Regions from separate parts of the Mus musculus genome. Here all the other regions are linked to region 1. Evidence: chromatin contacts called from public ChIA-PET and HiChIP or PLAC-seq data. All regions are on one chromosome and are shown on one strand. Each heading gives the region's core, a stretch centred on a gene start, on an enhancer-like site or on the middle of the called end of the contact. The rest is flanking DNA. Distances are from core to core; before and after follow the strand shown. Region 1 holds the start of Hprt (hypoxanthine guanine phosphoribosyl transferase). Region 2 holds the start of Kis2 (Kaplan integration site 2). Region 3 holds the start of Ccdc160 (coiled-coil domain containing 160).

Region 1 (3,319 bases), core at 228-2,727:
GCAACAAAGTAAGTTTGTGGCCAGCTTGGGCTATAGAAGGACCTGTCTTAAAAAACAGACCTGTCTTAAAAAATATCTAATAGGTAAACAAAATATAAAACAAATTCCATGCAGGAAATTGTGGAGAAAAAAATAAATATGAATAACAGCCACAGTTCCCATACATTGTGTACTTTTATATTGTGTCCCATATGTATGCTCGCTCAAATGTATGTGTGCAATCCTTTAATTCCCCCATATTCCCATCAAGTACGGTTAATATGCTTACTTTATCTATTTATTTGTTTATTCATTCTTTTTTTGTTGTTGTTGTATAAGATTGAACCCAGAAGCCGGGCGCGGTGGCACACGCCTTTAATCCCAGCACTCGGGAGGCAGAGGCAGCCGGATTTCTGAGTTCAAGGCCAGCCTGGTCTACAAAGTGAGTTCCAGGACAGCCAGGGCTATACAGAGAAACCCTGTCTCAAAAAAAAACCAAAAAAAAAAAAAAAAAAGATTGAACCCAGAGCCTCTTAGAGCCCAAATGTACTACTGCTCTGCTCTCTTCCTGGCTCTTTTATTTTTTCAAACACTAGTCAGTCAGTTTGTTCGTTCGTTGGTTAGTTAGTTAGTTAGTTGTTTTTCAGCCAGGGTCTCACTTTGTAATGCAGGCTCGTCTGGAATTCACAGTTGTAATTCTCCTACCTCTGTAGTGCTGGGATTACACATATGTGTCGCCACACCTGACTAAAATCAACATGTAAGAAATGGCATCTTATTTGGTAATATATGAATCTCTATCAGCATTTCTTTTGTGTGTGTTGCAGTCATGTGCAAGATGTCTTTCTCCATCCCTATTCCACCTTAACAATTTTTATTTTGAAGCAAGATCTTAATTGTCTGGGTAGGTCGAATATGTATGTGATTCTCCTTTCTTGGTAGCTGGGCATAAAAGCCTTTTTTTTTTTTTTAAACCATACTTGGCTTAAAATGCTCATTTTATGTAAAGGCAAAAAGCATTTTAGGGTCTATTTCTCCTAAGGTTACTAAGTAGTTTATTTTTCCTTTTGGATTGGTACTCCACTTTGTAGACCAGACTGGCCTTGAACTCAGAAATCCGCCTGCCTCTGCCTCCTAAATGCTGGGATTAAAGGCGTGCGCCACCACCGCCCGGCTGGATCTCAAATCTTATGACTAAGTAAAAATTTGTGAAAGAACTGGGCCTAAATCTTGAGGAATCACATCATGATTTAGAGCTGTTTAGACTCATGAGGAGGGAGAAAAATGCGGAGTGATTATCTGGGAATCCTCTGGGAGACGACAGAGGGCCTGGGGGCTGCGGTATGGCCAGTACCATTTTCTTCAGAAAGAAAATTATCAGGCCCACCTAGTCAGATAAGAGTTCCGGAACTGCCTTTGGTGGCGCGCGCGCGGGAGAACGCCCAGCGGAGCCTCCGGGGACGGAGCCTGGGCGGGCCGAGAGGGCGGGCCGAGGGGCGGAGCCTGGCCGGCAGCGTTTCTGAGCCATTGCTGAGGCGGCGAGGGAGAGCGTTGGGCTTACCTCACTGCTTTCCGGAGCGGTAGCACCTCCTCCGCCGGCTTCCTCCTCAGACCGCTTTTTGCCGCGAGCCGACCGGTCCCGTCATGCCGACCCGCAGTCCCAGCGTCGTGGTGAGCCAAGGGGACTCCAGCAGAGCCCCACAGCCGGGCCCCATGCGCCCGGTGGCACAGTGACGCAGGCCGGAGCCCTGAGGCTCCCGAGGCCCGCTCTGGGCGCTGGGGCGGCCGGGACTCTTTGATGGCGGGGGCGGTCAGGGATTCCTGGAGTCTGGCTAGATGCCCCATGAGGGCGGCGGGCAGGACGGGATGGCGGGGTTCGGGGGTGGGGATGCCCCTCCAGTGAGCCCCGACAGAGAGAGAGGGCAGGCTGCGTGTGGACCAGGAAGGTGGCAATGGCGTTGGACTTGACATGTGCGGCCGGCGGACGCGCGCGGTGGCAAGCGGCGGAGGGCGGCTTCAGGAAGGATCAGGCGCGGGGAGGGCGGGGGAGCTCTCCTGGGAGAGGCCCAGCTCTACAAGTTTGGGGTTTGGCGGCCAGGGAACACCTCTAGAAGGAGCTTCGGTTCCCAAGACGACCGCATGAGAGGGCATGTTCAGGCCTGGACTTTGCCCCTAATTCTGCAGATGCCATAATTCATATTTGTGGGAATGCGCAATCACTCCGTTGAATCAGCGCTGCGGCCCAGGCAGTGAAAATCACGCCTATTTTCCACCTGAAGAGTGGAAAGGCGGCTCGTTTTTTGTTTTGTTTTGTTTTGTTTTTTTACCCCCCCATGGCCCAGAATAATGGGCTTTGGCTTCAGATACACTTGACTTGGGAGCCCATGCCCTTGGATGCTGTGGGAATTTAAAAAAAAAAAAAAGTATGGATTTGGTTGTTACGTTGGATGACTTTTTTCCACACTCATCTTCAGATATCCTGCCTTTTCTCCCATTGGCTCAATTTTTTCTAACCTGCCAAGCTCTGTCTCCCCTATCAATCCCAACGCCATAACCTTGCTGATCATGCTTGCTAGAACATCCCATAGCTCCTGCTTCTGATTAACGACTTTAGCCTGCTCTATTCTTATTCTTGCCTCTGGTACTCCTTAAATGTCATATTATGCTTTATATACTACAGATTTAGCAGGTATCTGGTTACTTGTTGGTTGACTTTCCCACTCACACGTACTTTATCTTGATGTTTTCAGGCAGGGTCTTACTATGTAGCTCTGTCTGGTCTGTAATTGGTAATGTAGACCATCAAGCTGGCCATGAACTTGTGACAGTCATCCTGACTCTTGCCTCCCAAATGTTGCATCACTGAGTCTTGCTGGTTTTTTAAAAATTCATTTTAGGGAATGAACCCTTGTTCTACTGGGTAAGCAAGCTCTCTACTCTACTGGGCCAAAAGCCAGGCCCCTAAACAAGCCTCAGCTTTAGGTATAGCACAATGTCTGGTTTGTGGCAAGTTTTCACTAATAGTTTGTTGGGTGAATTAATAACCATTTGAGCCCTTAAAAAGGTGTTCTCTCATAGTGTATTAGATATTGTGGCTTAAGGCAAAACCACTGTGTTCTTAATGACCCAGAATCCTGCTTGCTTAGAATATGTTCTATGTGGCCTTCAGTATCTTCACCTAGACTGAAGCTTCCTTTTCAGACATTTCTTCCTGTGCAACCATTGCCCTAAGTAGACCAGGCCTTGAACTTTCAGCCATCTTGCTTCTACCTCAGTGTGGGAATTACAAGCAAGCATATGCTATCACCAGGTTGTACATTTTTCTTACACCTGAGATGCT
Region 2 (3,319 bases), core at 300-2,799, 240 kb before region 1:
ACATGAAGCATCCCTGCCCCCAGCCCATTAAGAGAAAATGATAGAAATTTCAGAGCCGCTTTAAGAAACAGTTTTACACTCTTCACATACCGCACAGATGGCCTAGAGATGTCACATTTTCATCTATTTCAAAGGGCTCTACTTCTGTTTAAACATTTATGGACCCATTTTCTCCATTAAACCTAAAGAAGTCAGATTAGCTCTTTGGCTTCATGTCATTATCTTCCACAGGAAAAACCTCTCTCATTTCCAAGTGTGTATCTTACCCAGGAAAATGCTGCAGAGGACAGTCTGAGGGGTCACGAGCTCCCTCCCTCCCATGATGGAATGTTTGTGTTGATGGGGGGACACCAATAAACTTCAGGGACACAAAACTTGAAATGTGTTCAATGAGAAAGGATATTTTAAATGTTGGAACTTTTCGAAGCCACTTAGTGACTAAGATAGTTCTTAAAACATTTTAAATATAAATTAGCAAAACTTTTGAAGTAAATATGAAATCTGCTTCCTATAGTGCAAGTATTGGCTTATTATACTTTTCTTCTTGAACTGGGTTCCTACAACTAGAGATTTTTGCCTCCACTAAAAATATATTACAAAACCTGACTCAACTTCGCAAAACCATACCTCAGCCCTCCAGAGAAAGCTCCTTCTAGCTAATACCTTTCTTTAACACATCTGCTCTCCATCATATATACTAGAAAGTCGCTGTACAACTTCTAAAATTGCAAAGAGGACCCAGTCTTTTACCATTTCGGGATTTTCTCTGGTCTATTCCCGCATCTTCAGCAGCGGCTCCAGTAGAGATCTGTGAACCTCCTGGGAACGCAGGGTGTGCTCCAGCCAGTCATGCCACGCGCTTAGGTCTTCAAGACACCTTAGCGGCCACCAAAATTAAACAGAAAGAAACAAAGCATTATGGGAAACGGAGTTCTCCATTCAAAGCCCCCAAAACGCGCCAAGCTTAAGCCTCTCCCTCCATTCTCGGGTTGGTGGGAGGGAAACCAAGGTAGGTCGGGAGTCCTCCCGCCCCACACCCCACGTGCACCCTGGCATTTGACCACCCACAAGTTCTCCAGAAACCTTCAGAGCAACAAGGGAGAGTCCTTTTCTCACGAGTTGCCTGGCACCCCTCAACTACACTCAGGTACTTTGCTTTTCTCAAGTCTTGCCAGCTCCATCCCCTCCCACCTTAGTTAACTCTCTGGGATCACAGCTGCGCCCGCGGAGGTACGCATCTCCTGGTCCAGTCATCCAGAACAAGCGCGTAGGGGATCTGCCAGTGACCCGCCCTGGCAGGTGGCGCGCGCGACCATCCCGCTGCTGTCCTGCCTGCCAGGATCAGGGAACCGCACGCATCTTCCTAGAGCTCCTGGCCCTCTGCTCTCCTAGCTGGTGGAGGAGGGAGGGCGGCGAGGAGCCACGTGCAGGAAACGCGCCCCGGCGGCCCACGCACACCTAACCCCCAAAGTGTCCGCGCAGCACCACTTGTGCACACGAGCCTGTGGCAGCGGTCCGTCACCTCGAGCTGCGTCCCAAAGCCCGATCCCTGGGAAAAGCCCGCCCTTCGCCTTTAATAGCCTAGGGGGGAAAGCCCGCCCCCGCCCACTCGGCCCACACAGGAATTAGGAAATGGAACCCCCACACCGCCCAGGCCAAAGCCCACGGTGCCCCAGTGACACACAGGACCCGCTCCCTCAGCCTTGCCCTTCTGTCCCCAACACCAGAGTCCTTCCTTAATCCAAGCACCCATGGGATGCCAGTCTAAACCAGTGCCACAGTCGCCTGCCCAGAATGGCGCACTCATTACTACCTTGTCCGGTCAGGCTCCTGAAGCGCTTGTCCCATCCCCCTCTGGAGATAGGCTACGAGGCCCAAGCAGTTGTGGGACCCAGGTGTCCCCACGTCCCAACGAGTGCGCGCATGCGCACTACCTCACAGCTAGATTGAAAGTGTCCCGAAAGTCTGTAGGAGAGAAGAAATACATACCCGGCATATCCACTCTGCCCATGTGAAAGTTTTCAGTTCTGGCATGTGAAGCTACTGCTGAAGTTTCACACTTGCTGAACGCCACCTTTACCCTTTAAATCAGTTTCCTAGCAGGCATTATGAATGGTAATGTCCCTTGGGTGCACGCACAGATGCCAATTACCTTGCTTTTCCCCCTTCCACAGCTAAGACTCATTTGAGAGAAGGCTGTTTAAAAGCACATCCCAAGTACAAAACTAAAATTATGATTTAGCGTCAATACAAAATTAAGCATACTAGGAGGTTATGGGGCAAAAAAGGATAACCATACTATACTTTCTCTGCTTTGTTGGAGGGCACGGGTCCAAGAGGATAGATATTTGGTGAGTTAGATGGTGGAAAGAGTGATTGACCAGATAACAAATAAACCTGAAGTTACTGAGCACGCACTATCAGGAGAGGGGACACTGGAAGGGATGAGCTGGGGCTCAGAAACGAAGACAGGTCCCTTACTCCCTAACACTGTTGCCTTGGGTGATTGTGGCAGTTCAAAGCTCAAAAGGGAACAAGAGCACCACGTGAGTTTCAATCTGGTGCACAGTAGGGGTTCAGGCGAGCGGATTACTAAGGACTGAAAGACTCCTAAGACTTGTCTCCTGCTCCCTGGCCAGCGGTGGAGCTCAAGCAGAATTGCAGGCTCAGCTCAGGTCTCAGTGATGCAAAGCACCCTCGTTACTCCAATGTGTGTTACTCCTACAGGTGGGCTGCCTTCCACTTTCAAACACCCGCACAAACAGACCTCCCACCGTATGCCAGAGCATCTGTTTGATGCTTTCTGGAAACTATGCAAGCCCAAATTTAATATCCAATCAGATCTCGCTTGTGAGAGTTGCATGGACTGCAATCCAACTTTGGACCTTTAAAGGTAGCTAGTGATGGAGAGGTGTGGAAACATATCTCAGACCCTCTTTTAAGAGACATTGTATTAAAGCAGGATTTAAAAAAAAAAAAAACCTCAATGAGCTCAAGCAAAACCTGGGGGAGGGTTGTAAAAGTGGCGCGAAGATAATATCACGTGGTCGGACCCCAGGATGTCTCCTTCCCCTTTTGTCACCCCCCCGGGGGGGAGGAGTTGGGGAGTTACATCCGCTTCTCGCAAATTATTAACATAATTAATTGTGCCCTGCAGCTGCAGTGGGAGCGCTGGGAACGAGTAAACACATTCCCTTGAGCATCAGAATGAGAAAACCCATTACCCCGATTTTGGAATATTTTCCCAAAGAAACCTCACTACCAACAGTCACCCGGACTACGCGTCTTGGTTAAGAGACAGAAGAGAGCTGGAAGAGAT
Region 3 (3,319 bases), core at 454-2,953, 200 kb before region 1:
TTGTTGACTTTGGTTCTCTAAGGAGGCAAAGGCAGCCAGAGAACAGGGCCTGGGGGCATCTGAATGCAGCCTTGCCGGTTCCCAGACACCTGTTAGATCCGGTTCCCAAGGTTTGAATTTTCAAAAAGTAGCTCCGGTATTGTTCCCAAGTCACTCACCTGTTAGGTCTTTTAAATTAGATTGTAACTTTTAAAATGAACTTAAACCATCTTTCCCTGGAGACCCCAGAGCCGTCATTTCCCTTTCTTTCTCTTGCTATCTGGTGCCCGCAAAACCCCGTGTTTCACAGCCTCCAGTCTCAGCCCGGCATGGGCTATAAAATTTACACTGTGCAACCGACTAATCAAAGCCTGAGGAGACCATTTATTTGTTCCACAAAATAGCATGTTTAGAATAAATAATATGATTAAGGAGGCGGGGTTTTGTCACCCAAGAAACCCCTCGAAAGTTGTGAGGAAGCTTTAAAACTTAAAGAGAAAATTTGGGTGACTGGGGAAAGCGAGTGATTTTTTTTTTCCATTTTTTATTAGGTATTTAGCTCATTTACATTTCCAATGCTATACCAAAAGTCCCCCATATCCACCCACCCCCACTCCCCTGCCCACCCACTCCCCCTTTTTGGCCCTGGTGTTCCCCTGTACTGGGGCATATAAAGTTTGCAAGTCCAATGGGCCTCTCTTTCCAGTGATGGCCGACTAGGCCATCTTTTGATATATATGCAGCTAGAGTCAAGAGCTCCGGGGTACTGGTTAGTTCATAATGTTGTTCCACCTATAGGGTTGCAGATCCCTTTAGCTCCTTGGCTACTTTCTCTAGCTCCTCCATTGGGAGCCCTATGATCCATCCATTAGCTGACTGTGAGCATCCACTTCTGTGTTTGCTAGGCCCCGGCATAGTCTCACAAGAGACAGCTACATCTGGGTCCTTTCAATAAAATCTTGCTAGTGTATGCAATGGTGTCAGCGTTTGGATGCTGATTATGGGGTGGAGTGATTTTTTTTTTTAACCCTTGAGTATAGTGTAAACTAGTTGTCCTCAACGTTTTTACATTCAAATGGGTTCAAGAACAACTTAGGCAAATTCTTGAGTGATAAATGGAGACAATATGGATGGAGAGACAGGCCTCATTTTTTACACAGGTAGAGCCAGGTTCTGACTCAAGGTTCTTTTTAGTGCTTTGCCTAATGTAGAACTTCTGGCTAAGCCATTGGACTGACCTTCGACAGGTACATAAGGTAGAGATGGGGATATGATGCAACTCCCACATTATTAGCAACCCTGACTCCAACCTAAGGTCTTCCAAAGCGAATCCTCCATAACATCCTGTTACTAAATACCAAATCTAGGGGATTAACCCTATGCAACTGCCTCTCCATTTCTCCACAGTCGGTGGTCACATAGCCTTGAGAATCTCCCACATCTAGTCTAATAGTCCCAGCGGTGCATGGGTTTGCCTAGCATTTTCTTGACCTTTCCTATTCTGACTCAGCGTCTTCTCCCTGCTTTCCTATCTCTTGCCTGGCAGAAGCCACCACAGTGGCCGCCCTACCGGGCATGCTCAGTGCTCTGGTCCGGCCTTGACTCCCTGACTAGCAGCAGTACTCAACCTGCAGCGACCGGTTCCTTCAGTGCCCGGTCCCTTTAAATCCATCCGCCTGGTTGCTAGGCAACAGTGCGGCCCGCGCTGGAGCTGCACTGCAGAGGCTCTGCCCCGGGCCAGCCTGGCCGGGTCGTGGTGGCTAGCACTGAACAAGGGGCTGCCTCCTGTCGGTAGTGACCGGCTTCGGGGAAGAGTGGACAGGGCTCTCCAACCGCACCCGCGCTTCCAGGTATGTCTGTGTAAGGGACATCCCGGGTTCCCCTGGCGCGCCCCTCTTTACCCCCTGACTCTCCCAGCAAGAGGGCGGAAAACCAAGGAAGTCCCAGCAGCAGGTTTTTTTTTTTTTCTCTTGAGAGCCCCAGGCTGGAGCTAGCGTGTGTTTGGAAAGAAAAGAAACAGGGCGTGGGAAAGGGGTTGTGGACAGAGAAGTGGGGTCAAGCTTATCCATTCACCCACTAGCTACAGGATCTGGACTGGGAGGTGAAAAGAGTCACCTGCAGTGGGGGTTCTAACAACATCTTGTTCCTGGCCACCTTCTTTTCCATAGAAGCAAGGATGGCAGGAGTTTCAGTTAACCATTCACAGAGAAAAATCCCCAAACTATGCATATAAAGATACAGCTTTATAGCAAGAATGTGACTCCCATAGTAATAAAGTCTAAGCCTTGGGAACTCAGGGGACTCCGTATCTTTTCTTCAAGAAGGGATAATTTCACACTAATAACAAAGAATTGAGGATCATAGCCACACACAGTGCTGAGTTTTCGGTGGCACTTTGTTTCTCTCTCCATATTGCCTAAACAATAGAAGGGACATTCTGTCCAGGGAAGTGGGCACTTGACCCATATGTTAGAACCCTGAAAGATGAAAGCAAAAAAAAAAAAAAAAAAAAAGCGGGACCATTTCTCTGTGTCATGTTTTTACAAATTAACTCTACTCGAAGGAGGGAAGCCAGGCCTAGGTTCCAGCCCTGTGACTCTTGGTAGGCACATTGTAATCAGCAAGCTTCTGTCTCCACCACAGGTGGCTTGTCTGTTCAATACATGCTCAGGGTAAAGAGATAACCGTGGTGAATGCAGTATCAGTGTGGTTCTTGCCCCACTTGACATTTGTATTGCCCGAGGAAGGAAGACGGTAGCATAACACTTGGAAAAATGGGCTGAAAACTTAGAAAGAGAAATGACTTCTGTCTGGTGCCACATTGCAGATAGACCCACAGACATTGTAGGTGTAGCATCTGTGACTTGAATGGACACTTCAGAGAATAACATGGGTTTGGGACATTCTTTAAATTATATTTCCTGTAGGGAGGTGGGGGTGGTGGTGGTGAACTGTTTTTTCCAGCTCAAGCTGGAGGAGACCAGTGACATCCGGTCTAAGACCTTGGACCTCAGGAAGGGTAAGTACAGTTGTTCTGGTTGTTATCTCATCCTGGGAGTTCAGAAGCTCAGAGTCTTGCCCAACATAAACCTTCAACTTTGTAAGCAAAGCATCACTCATCCCTGTCAGCACGCTTCCAAGACGGCCTCATAAACGTTCAAAAGAAAAGTGCCCTGAAGACTTGAGCTAAGTCAAATAAACTTCAGGGGAAACATGAAAGCCCTTGCCTTAAAATGTCATCCCGCGAAGTTCGTAAGCTAGGGAGGACAGTAGAGATTTTCCTTTTTCCTTCTTAAAAACAAAACCCCAAAATAACTCAGTTAAAAATCATTGTTACCAG

The links. ChIA-PET counts read pairs in DNA pulled down with a chosen protein or histone mark. HiChIP or PLAC-seq counts read pairs in DNA pulled down with a chosen protein or histone mark.
Region 2: a contact with region 1 is called in an RNA polymerase II ChIA-PET map of effector CD8 T cells, with 9 read pairs. The contact joins the promoter of Kis2 here to the promoter of Hprt in region 1. A contact is called at or near these places in 2 of 39 promoter capture datasets (the C10 cell line and pre-B cells) and 2 of 115 datasets of contacts at active chromatin or transcription factors (effector CD8 T cells and embryonic stem cells).
Region 3: an H3K27ac HiChIP or PLAC-seq map of microglia shows a contact between it and region 1, with 6 times the contacts expected there. The contact joins the promoter of Ccdc160 here to the promoter of Hprt in region 1. A contact is called at or near these places in 4 of 39 promoter capture datasets (hippocampal neurons, liver, pre-B cells and 1 more), 3 of 115 datasets of contacts at active chromatin or transcription factors (the 230-238 cell line, embryonic stem cells and microglia) and 2 of 9 other capture datasets (adipose tissue and liver).

What each region holds. Positions count from the first base shown.
Region 1 is chrX:52,986,601-52,989,919 of GRCm38.p6, forward strand. It overlaps Hprt (hypoxanthine guanine phosphoribosyl transferase), which reads left to right and starts at 1,478. Exons shown (of 9, transcript NM_013556.2): 1 at 1,478-1,650. The coding sequence starts at 1,624.
Region 2 is chrX:52,743,044-52,746,362 of GRCm38.p6, forward strand. It overlaps Kis2 (Kaplan integration site 2), which reads right to left and starts at 1,550. Exons shown (of 1, transcript NR_003188.1): 1 at 1-1,550.
Region 3 is chrX:52,789,497-52,792,815 of GRCm38.p6, forward strand. It overlaps Ccdc160 (coiled-coil domain containing 160), which reads left to right and starts at 1,704. Exons shown (of 2, transcript NM_001034059.1): 1 at 1,704-1,829.